Linked DNA regions of Mus musculus: all the other regions are linked to region 1. Evidence: chromatin contacts called from public HiChIP or PLAC-seq data. All regions are on one chromosome and are shown on one strand. The core of a region is the stretch at or near the end of the contact, and the rest is flanking DNA. Distances in the headings are between cores, read along the strand shown. Region 1 has its middle 16 kb from the start of 4930428O21Rik. Region 2 overlaps Evi5 (ecotropic viral integration site 5). Region 3 overlaps Evi5 (ecotropic viral integration site 5).

The links. HiChIP or PLAC-seq counts read pairs in DNA pulled down with a chosen protein or histone mark.
Region 2: a BATF HiChIP or PLAC-seq map of CD8 T cells shows a contact between it and region 1, with 31 read pairs. The contact joins two enhancer-like sites. A contact is called at or near these places in 2 of 15 datasets of contacts at CTCF or cohesin (CD8 T cells and the G1E-ER4 cell line), 7 of 484 Hi-C or Micro-C datasets (CD8 T cells, the G1E-ER4 cell line, T follicular helper cells and 3 more) and 4 of 115 datasets of contacts at active chromatin or transcription factors (CD8 T cells, the HPC-7 cell line, bone marrow-derived macrophages and 1 more).
Region 3: a contact with region 1 is called in a BATF HiChIP or PLAC-seq map of CD8 T cells, with 35 read pairs. The contact joins two enhancer-like sites. A contact is called at or near these places in 2 of 15 datasets of contacts at CTCF or cohesin (CD8 T cells and large pre-B cells), 23 of 484 Hi-C or Micro-C datasets (the BV-2 cell line, the Ba/F3 cell line, CD4 T cells and 17 more) and 5 of 115 datasets of contacts at active chromatin or transcription factors (CD8 T cells, acute myeloid leukemia, bone marrow-derived dendritic cells and 2 more).

The regions. Positions count from the first base shown.
Region 1 is chr5:107,686,007-107,689,459 of GRCm38.p6, forward strand. No RefSeq gene overlaps it. Among named protein-coding and RNA genes, the nearest start is that of 4930428O21Rik, 16 kb to the right of the region's middle. RefSeq lists an enhancer at 756-2,983. Within about 2 kb of position 2,130, at least 218 of the 459 cell types and tissues checked have an H3K27ac peak or open chromatin away from gene starts, as enhancers often do. A contact at or near this core is called in CD8 T cells, T follicular helper cells, Th1 cells and 4 more, where this site is marked.
Region 2 is chr5:107,753,328-107,757,131 of GRCm38.p6, forward strand. All of the region lies in intron 19 of Evi5 (ecotropic viral integration site 5), which reads right to left. Among named protein-coding and RNA genes, the nearest start is that of Gm42147, 14 kb to the left of the region's middle. Within about 2 kb of position 1,659, at least 49 of the 459 cell types and tissues checked have an H3K27ac peak or open chromatin away from gene starts, as enhancers often do. A contact at or near this core is called in CD8 T cells, T follicular helper cells, bone marrow-derived macrophages and 1 more, where this site is marked.
Region 3 is chr5:107,775,529-107,778,863 of GRCm38.p6, forward strand. The region is part of intron 18 of Evi5 (ecotropic viral integration site 5); the gene reads right to left. Among named protein-coding and RNA genes, the nearest start is that of Gm42147, 36 kb to the left of the region's middle. Within about 2 kb of position 1,878, at least 26 of the 459 cell types and tissues checked have an H3K27ac peak or open chromatin away from gene starts, as enhancers often do. A contact at or near this core is called in CD8 T cells, Th1 cells, Th17 cells and 2 more, where this site is marked.

The DNA.
Region 1 (3,453 bases), core at 880-3,379:
CCACTTCTGTGTTTGCTAGGCCCCGGCATAGTCTCACAAGAGACAGCTATATCTGGGTCCTTTCAGCAAAATCTTGCTAGTATATGCAATGGTGTCAGCGTTTGGAGGCTGATTATGGGATGGATCCCTGGATATGGCAGTCTCTAGATGGTCCATCAACCAAGGCAACTCTTATAAGGACAACATTTAATTGGGGCTGGCTTACAGGTTCAGAGGTTCTGTCCACAATCATCAAGGCGGGAACATGGCAGCATCCAGGCAGGCATGGTGCAGGAGGAACTGAGAGTTCTACATCTTCATCTGAAGGCTGCAAGGAGAAGACTGGCTTCCAGGCAGCTAGGATGAGGGTCTTAAAGCCCACGCCCACAGTGACACATTCCAACAAGGCTACACCTACTTCAACAGGGCCACACCTCCTTAATAGTGCCACTCCCTGGGCCAAGAATATTCAAACCATGACAGCTAGACACCAAGCCCCCAGGATCTGCTTGTCTTTGCCCCCAGAACTGGGATTACAGAACTATGACACTACACCTGGTCTTTAATATGGGTACTGGCAAACTAAACTCCAGGATCCATGTTTATACGGCAAGTTCTCTTCTAACTGAGCCATCTCCCTAAGCTCCCCCAAGTTTCTTACTAAAAATATTCATGACTCTTACATAAAAAACAAAACAAACAAACAAACAAAAAACTTAAAAGAGGTTGATGATGAGATTGGGAGAAATTATTAGCCTTGAGGAAAATATGGCCAGAGCGCTGAGGAAGAATTCAGCTTAGGGAGGGAAAGGACACCCTGAAAATATAAAGAAGTGGGGGGATCTGGAGATGAAGGTCCCAGGTGAGGATGGTGGAAATGGGAACTGGTCACCAGCACAAACCACAGCAGGAAGAGCTGGAAAGGTTTCCAGCAGCTGCTGTGGGGATTCAGGAAGTCAATTAGCAGTAAGAGAAGACAGCAGAGGGGGCTCCAAGGGAGGACCCAGCTACCACGAGGAGTAGGATCTGATCCTGCTGCCAGTAAATGTTTTAGCTGCAGCCAAAAAAGATCTATATGGCCTAGCTAGATCCATCCACTCTGCACAGGTTTAAGGCAAAGCCTGGAGTCTGGATGCCTGGGATTCAATCTGATTTCTAATTTCAGGAGAACTTGTAAAGGTTTTATTTATTGACTTTTGCTAACACTTTTCAAGAATACCCTTCCCTAGGTGGGTGTAGTAGGCACATCGTTAATATTTTACAGGAGCCACGATGAACAAAATGTGAGCATTTAAAATAAGGATGCATCTGACTCTACAGCTGTACAACCCTAATATCATCCATCACACCGTAGTCCCGCCCTCCAACTCAGTGGGGGAGGAAACAAATTAAAGCAACAGATTACAAGCATATCACTGCAGGGCTGAGTGTTTAACATGCTACCACATATTTGGTTTCTGTTCTTTTAAATGCTCACTTGAACTATATGTCCAAAGAATTGTAGGTCTCGAGTAGGCCAAACCAAGGGTTGGAGGTTTCCCATCATGGTCTCCACATGGGCTCCTTTGTTTACACCTAAGCTATCCTGCCACAATAAAGAAATGTATATCTAATATATCCTTGACCTAATCCACCTTTTCCTAGCACCAAAGCCCACTTTGTAACTCTTCCTAAAATGTGCCCACGTGTGTAGGAAAATCCTGACACAATGGAATCTCTTCCCAGGAGGAAGTCTCAGAGGGTACTTCAGACAAACCTGGCCCCTCAAACCAAACCTGTCCCAGGTTCTCCGAAGCCTCCTTACCCTTCCTCCTGACTCCACACGTGACCACGTGTACTTGCCTAGCAGAGGTTGGGGGGGGGGGAGAACAGAAACAATATCTGCTAAAAATAAAACTGAAAATAAACAAAAGTGCAAGCACGAGCTTTACAGGATGGCAACGGGGCATCACGCGCGCCTCACCTCGAAACCAGCCTCGCGGAAGCTGAAGTCCAGCCATGCGCTGCACACACGAAGCTACGAGCGGGCCGCGCTGGGGCTCATGGGGGAAGTGGGCGGGGCGTGGGAGAAGGGGCGGGGCGCTGCAGCAGCTGCGCCGGCCTTGAGTGGAAGCTGGGGACCCGCCCCGCTTCACGCCCGCCTACTTTGCAGCCATCGACCCTGCAAATATTTACCTTGGGATCCGAGAGACTGAAAATATCTAGCCGGAGCCAGATGCGTCGCGTGTCTGTCCCTGAAATATTAGCCAAAGGAGTGATTTAACAAAATCAAATGGCGGGTGGGGCGCCTGCCTGGCGGAGCTGTTGACTTTGCGCCAGCTCTGGTGGAGCAGCCGGTGCTGCGAGTGATTCCGGAGAATGCCAACAGCTGGGAAGCAGGCCAGACCGCGGAGGCAAAGGGTCTGTTTTGGTTTGGGGCGGATCGTTTTACATAAATCAGAGATGTGGATATACACCTTCCTTAGAGGCTCTTAGAAATGCTCTCAAAACAGCCCTGGGGCAGTACACCCGGAGGTGGTTTTGTCTTTCTTGGCTAAAGAAAGAACACTTGCGAACTGACAAGTCTGAGAAATCCAAGTGGGAGCGATGCTCAGGTCCCTTCTGAAAGCCAGCTGCTGGGCTGTCCTGCCAGCGCACTGGCTAGCAGGGTTCACTAGCTCCGTTTACAGTGGACAACCTGCGAGTGAGGGCCATGAGACTCACTACCTTCCAGGGCTGCTTTGTGACAGTGAGTGAGCTTCTCACGGATCGGTTAGTGCCATGGTAGTGTTGAAACAAGCTGTTTGTGAGGGAAGACTTCAAATGCAACTCCACAAACCTTTAGCGAAGAATCCAAAGGGGATCATTTGATGACATCTTCGAACATAAAGAAAATACAAGGCATGAGCAAGAACAAATAACTCCTCCCTGTAAAAATAAATAAATAAAAGATATATCAGGGGTGTGGCCTCAGTGGATGGCGCTACCCTGACACAGGCAGAAACACACTCACAGGAGGCAAGCTGAGCTCCACTCCAGAGAATTCCCCAATCCTAGTTAGTGGTCTTCAGAAAATCGTAATCTGTGTCTAGTCCTCTCCTGTTTAATGGTAAAATTGAAAGCTGACGATTTTATTCGTTAGTGTTAGGGATAAAACCAGGTTCTAGTGCATATCAAATAACCATAAACTCTGACACTGAACTACAAATTCCTCAGCTCCTGGTTGGTTTATTGGGTTTTTCGTTGATGCTTTTTACATTTTAAAAACACTTAGTTATTGTGTATGTATGCATATCAGAAGACAACTTTTAGGAGTCCGTTTTCTCCTTCCGCATTGTGGTTCTGGGAATCAAACTCAGGTCCTTAGGATGAGGAGCAAGCAATGCTGAACCATCTGGCTGACCCCTGTTCGTCTCCTCCCGACCCTTGCTTCTCTGTGTTAACATAAGCCCTGTAATATGAAAACTAGAGTTACCAAAATGGTAACTCCAGCTT
Region 2 (3,804 bases), core at 409-2,908, 67 kb after region 1:
ATTCAGAGCTGCCTCGCAAGTTGATCCTTGACAGTGATAAAAGCAAAAAAAGCACTGCTTACATGCAACCCAACTTATAAAATAACAAACAAAACCAACTTACTAGCCAAGTGCAGTGGCACAGACCTGTAACCCCAGCCTGGGCAATAAAATGAAACCCTATCTCAACCAAAAAAACAAAAGAATTCATTTATTCATTCAGTCATTGGGTTCTGAACCCAGGTCCTTGTCCATGGTTGAGAACATAGACAGGTCTGATGCTGGAGTTTTACATTCTACGGAAGCTTTCCAGAAAAGCACAAAACATTTGTTACTAGACATATATTTTATCTCTATCTTTAGTCCTTGGACTACAGGGATGATTTTAAAATCAGTTTTGAATAATTTAGCATTCTGATTCAGTAAGACGTGAACTACGTTAAAAAGCTGGTAGAATTTTGGACAGGCCCTGAGCACATTCATGCCACCCATTTCCATGTTAGATGCAAATATCAGCAATCAGACAGACGGAAACACACGGGGAGCGGGGCAGGAGGGAGGGCGCTGCTTCTTACCTGATGTGCACTACTTCATCATGTTATGCGTGAAGAAACAGAGTAGAAGTAAGAACATGAAGAATGTATATAAACAACATTTAAGATACTGGACACATTTATCACAACTTTAAAAATTAATAAAACCTTAGTCCTGCACTAACACAGAGAAATCAGAACTCAGGCTTTCTCTGTGAGCATGGAAACCCCAACAATTTGGCACTGACAAAGGAGGGTAATGAGATCTATAACGCACAAAGAATAAGGCACAAAATGCTGTATAGTTAATAAGAAAACAGGAAACTGTTATGTTCATAGTCTGATGAATTTAGTTAGGCTTTGACAGGAAGCAGCAGAGTTTCTAACTGCATGATAGTGAAAACTCAAACACCAAAAGCTAGTAGCAACAACTACAACTATTTCACATTAAGATTGGCACTAAAATTTTCGAATAGGAAGAATCTGCAGAGATTTTAAGTACATGTAAGTATTTTAGAACTACCATCAGTCTACTCTAGAAACTAAGCCACAGTATGCTAAATTTCTTTGTAAAACAAACAATTGACCTAATTTCAGAGTTTTGAAGCTTCTAGATAGAGACCAATACTAAGTAGCAGAGAAATCTGTGCTGAGAAAATCCGGTAACCTGGGCAAGTGCCCCCGGAGTCAAGGGAGATAACATGTTCTCTCTGTGTTTGCATTTTTTACGGCACATTCTAGAATATCATTAACTTATCAAGAACTAGAGTTCATTTTTACTTGATTTTAAAGAGACATGAATGGCATTTTTCCAATTTTGACATCTAAACAAAGTAATTCTCACAATTAGTAAGATATTAATAAAAACATTTATATGGCATTTTATAGATAATGATGTATATTATTCAAGTTAAACTAACTTCTCCATGTGTGAGCAGAGATTGCATGGTCCAGACAAGTTCCACATTCTGAGATTTAAAAATGAGGAAAGAGCACTGGGTATTTTGAAAGACAATCAATCCACAACAAAGTGGAAAAAGCCATCCGCATACCAAAAAAACCCCTAACCAAATGAACTTTGATCACTCCTAGACAAGGTCTGAACTATTGAAGTGAGTCATGTGAGCAGCAAACAGTTGCAGTAAGTTTCCAAGGTTGAGTCATATCAGATTGCAGAGCTCCATCTGTACATTTGCCTTTGTGTATCAGTGTCTGTAAAGCACAGATCTTTTTAAGCTGAATAACATTTGTGTAGCAATACTCAACACCAATAACTAGCTATACATTATGCTTCATATAGGAAAGCGGGCATCAAGCATGATAGTCACATGGACAGTCACACGTGCAGCTAAGTTCTACACATCTATTTTGTTGGATTCTCTATAGAATACTTAATACTTTAATAGCTTTTTCCAGATTTCAGAATTGAAAACAAATGAAAATAGGTAATTGCATGATATATTTTCTTTCTTTTTTTCACCTGCCAAGCTGAGGATTACCCTGATCTCCTAGGCACAGGAATTGTAAATTATAACGTACATACAGCCAGGCCCCAAATTTTTCTTAATTATCAGCTTCTTTTAAAAAACTGTGCCGGGCGTGGTGGCGCATGCCTTTACTCCCAACACTCGGAAGGCAGAGGCAGGTGGATTTCTGAATTTGAGTCTAGCCTGGTCTACAGAGTGAGTTCCAGGACAGCCAGGGATATACAGAGAAACCCTGTCTCAAAAAACAAAACAAAACAAAACAAACAAAAAAACCAAACCAAACCAAAAAACTGTATTATAAACACAACAGAGATTAAAACTAGAAACAAGCACCCAAACCAAAAGATTTCCAGAATACTCAAATAGGAAACCAATAAAAGTGATCATCTGGAGATCGGGACTTCTTAATCACTGTATGCCAAAATCCAAAATCCTAAGATGCAATACTTAAGAAATTGTCTAGGTTAAAATACTGAGACACTTCACTGAAACACTAGTAACTTGAAAGAAAGAAAGAAAGAAAGAAAGAAAGAAAGAAAGAAAGAAAGAAAGAAAGAAAGAAAGGAAGGAAGGAAGGAAGGAAGGAAGGAAGGAAGGAAGGAAGGAAGGAAGGAAGGAAGGAAGGAAGCAAGCAAGCAAGCACAGCATTAGGTAAGTCATTTAAAAACACTGAAAACAATGGTTAATTCACATTCAGAAGCAGGGAAGATCTGTGTACCAACATGTGAAAGGCAGAAAGTTTGGAATTGGAGAACCTGATCCCGTCCAGAGTAGAAGGGAGGGAGCCATCTACAGACTGTCACACTAAGGAAGCTCTACACAGTCCTGTGGGTAAGCAAAGAGAGACTACTGCTGAAGGTCTTCTTCCTGGCAGCTGATGGATCTTCACACAATTGAAACCATTAGCAATATTTAGACAGCTGTGTAATGTCAGTGGCGATGAGGTTAGGCATGTATGAGGTTCTATGTAAATGTATGACCACTCACAGGAAATAAATCACTTCACACTTGTTTCAGTCTGCACTTTTAAGGCTAGATCAAAGCACTATGAATATTTCATTTGATTTAACCTTTAGATGAAGCATTAAAAAAACCCTCAGACTGTTAGCAAGATGACCTCATGAAGTCTTTCTCTTCTGACTGGACTGAATTATGTTAACAGGAATTGCTGGAGCTATATGATGGGCTTTTATCAATCAGATCAAGCCAATGTGTACCCACAAACAGTGCACCAGATGCTGGCAAACTGAAGGAGAACAAAACAAGCAAGGCTCCTGCCATCAGAGACCTTGTGTCAGGCAGAAGAGACTGCATCTGATGTTGGAGTATCACACCAGGGCACAAAAAGTCCACAGGAGAAGCCGGGCACTGTCCAGGAGGGAGGATGCTGAAGGACAAGGCTGAGCCGGGTCTTTAAGGATAAGCAGGTGTTCAAGGAGAAATTCAAGTATAGGTGACATGGTGAGAGACAGGCCTGAGAGCACTTTACGTGTTGAGAAACTAAAAGAATTTTGTGTGGCTGGATCTAGGTCTTGTGAGATAAAAGGAGAGAAGCAGGGAATAAACTATGAAGAATCTCAGTTTACGCCAAGGAGTGAAAAAGCTTCATGAACCATAGAGCAGCAAGTCATGCCATTGCAGTTACTTAATCATCTTAACATACACTTCTTTTATGGTCTACTGACTTGACGGGGACATATTAATCCTTGGCATTGTCTGAAGTGCCTTTCTGGTGTGACTTCAATTTCCACCACTAATTCCAACAAGGCAACTGAGGGACAAGAAATTTGCCCATACTAACACAG
Region 3 (3,335 bases), core at 628-3,127, 89 kb after region 1:
GGGTTGGAGATGGCTCAGCAGTTAAGAGCACTGACTGCTCTTCCAAAGGTCCTGAGTTCAATTCCCAGCAACCACATGGTGGCTCACAACCATCTGTAATGAGATCTGACACCCTCTACTGGTGTGTCTGAAGAAATGTACTCACACACATAAAATAAATAATTCTTTTTAAAAAAAAATCTTAAAAAAAAAAAAAGATGTCTAAGTATCACATCACCACCCTGGAGCTGTCGCTATGCTGGAAATGACTGTCCCCACATGTACCATACCCCTTTTTTATATGTACAGGCCCTCCTCTGGGGTGTCTGAAGACCGCTACAGTGTACTCATAGCAACAAATCTTTTAAAAAATCATAACTTGGTACAATTTCTAACACTAAAATATATATTATATATATGCATAAATACACACCATCAAAACAAAATAAAAACATTTTGTTCAAAGTAATTTTATAGCTATGCATCAAGAAGGCTGGCAAGATGGCTCAGCAAATAAAAGTAGGAAAGCCTGACTTTGCGCTAAAAGAGGGAAGTAATGAGTCCACAAAGTTGCTCCATGTTCTCTATGTGCAGCATACTGTGGTGTACACATACCCACATTCACACCCACATGCAATAAAGTAAACAAAAAATCAAAAAGAACACAAAATAAATCTAAAATAGAAAGAAAATGTAAGCAGTGATTAATAAAATAGGTTTACAAATGTTCAGAGATAGCCATGGTGGCACATGCCTGAATTCAGCACTCAAGCCAAGACATAAGGATTTTGAATCCAAAGCCAGCCTGGGCTATACAAGACCATGTCTCAAAGGAGAATGAGGTCTTCAGTGTGCACACTTGCAGCAGTTTACTAGCATCATGTCAGCATGCATTCTACAGTGCACGATGTGCTGGCCACTCTGACGTTTGCTTTCCAGATTACATATATGTGCTGGCTACTGAGTCCACTGGCTCTCCCCTTCCTGAGTTTTCTTCAGATACCTGACATACAAGCAAAATTTTCACCTAAAACATGGTTTTTAAATTTTTATAGGAAGAGGACCTTGGTCCTGTGAAAGTTATATGTCCCAGTATAGGGAACTGACAGGGCCAGAAAGCAGGAGTGGGTGGGTTGGTGAGCAGGGGGAGAGAGGAAGGGATAGTGGGTTTTCAGAAGGGAAACTAGGAAAGGGGATAGCATTTGAAATGTAAATAAAAAAATATCTAATTTTAAAAAAAGAAAAAAATTATATATTACTTCTAGAATTTGAAATAATTACTTAATAGACCTTGTTATTTTAGTCCTGTTGGCTAAAATTAAAAACACTTGTTATAAATAAATATACAACCCTAAAGGAAATAACAGAAACAATTAGTAATCTCCCCCATGTTCTCTTCATAAAGATTTCAAAATAAATCTAAGGTTATACATAGGATGTGGGTTCTCTCTGGGAGTAGTATTACAGAAGGTCTGTGGTATTAGCAGGGTCATGACACAACACAGGTTGCTTAGTCTTAGATGCAAGTGTAGAGCTTACATTTTTAAAGTATTTTTTATGTTACAGACACAGAGAAAAAAACTACCAAAGAAGAGATTGTAGCACACAAAGGCAGAGCCAAGCTCTCTCGCCTTCAAAACTACTTTGTTTCTACAGAATACTTTCAAAAAGCTATCTCTTAACTATTTTAAAGGTTAAATAACATTTTATGGCTATATTATGAAATTAGGTTCAACGGTCAGAGAGGCCACAATATTAACTTACAGCAGAGTGAGGACTGTTTTGTTCTAATTGGTTATTTTCAATTCGTCTATTACAGCCAAAGGCCTTATGCATTGGAACTGCACTAGATGACTGCAAGACAGTTGACAGGTTGCACCCTGAGCCAAATGGTGCTGAAACAGAGAACAAGCACTAACTTTAATAAGTTATTACTGATTTCCAACGCAGTCCCAAGGACAGGGAGCACCCTGGCTAATAAGTGAAGTAATACTGAAACATTGAAAACAACCACTAACTTTAATAAGTTACTACTGATTTACAACGCAGTCCCAAGAAAAAAAGTTAATCAGAACAGAAGATGTGGTAAGTGGTAACCTCTCCATGACTTTGAGGTGACTCATTTGAAACATCTAAAAACAAATCACACTAACCTTGTGTGTAACTAACTGATGGATCCTCAAAACAGTTTCCTGTAACTTAAAGTTATGAACACAAAGTTTGAGTAGTCTTTTTAGTAACCAGAAGAAAATGAAAACACATTTGAGTATCTATAAGATATGTGTTCTGAAAAGTACAGAGGAAGAAAAGAAGTCAGACTTATTTTTCTAGCATTTTTTTCATGGCTAAGTTTGACTTACAAAGAGAAACACATACTAGTATTTTAGAGTGACATTTCTGACAAGATTGGACAAATGTACACATGAAAAGATCAGCCTTAGACACAAAAGCTAGAAAATGTTTCTTATAAATTGTAGTTTAACTAGCAGTGAATTATTTTTGTTACAGATATTTAAAATTCCACATAATTCTAAGTTTCTAAAAATGATGAGATATAATTTACATTAGACATTATTTGAAATAATCTTAGGTTTAAAGAAAAACTGAGAAGGTATTTCCATGTACCGAGCAGGCACTTTCCCCATTAGCATCTTACATTCTTCAGTTATGTTTGTAAAGATTCAGGAACCAGTACTGATACATAATTATGAATGAAGCCCACAGTGTACTCAGCTCTGTTTTCTGTAGCTCCGGGCCTGACTTCCCCACTTGCTTTTTCTGTTGTAAGCATTGACCCGAGACATAGCAATAGATTTATTTATGACTTTAGGATCCTTTGGCTGTAACAGTTTCTCAGATTTGTATTTTTCTTTTTTCATGGCTTTGAGCTTCTCTAGTCAAGTGTTTGCAGACTGTCCACAATGGAACATGTGTGCAGGAAGAAGATCCTAAAATGCCATATACAAACTCTAATGACAAGACAGCAGGCAGGGTGGGATAGTCCCTATGCCCAGCTCTCTTTGTTGAGATAGTTACAAACTAGCTATTTCTACATTTTAGAATGCCTGAAGCAAAAGCCCTAAAAGAGAAATATTTTACAATTTAATTAAGTTGTTCAAAAGGGAAACAATAAAGAAATATACTTTGAGGATCAGATGGAATCTTATCAAACAGAAAGAAGTTTGCCAGCTACGACATAGCATATAAACTATCACCCACTGTGCAACTATTAATTTAGGAAGCTGGAAAGTACAAATCAATTACAAAGCTTTATGGTAAATTCCATAATTCAGAAATCACACTGTAATTTCACACCATTAAAAGGATTAAAATTTTAAAGTGGTAGTAAAGAGCTT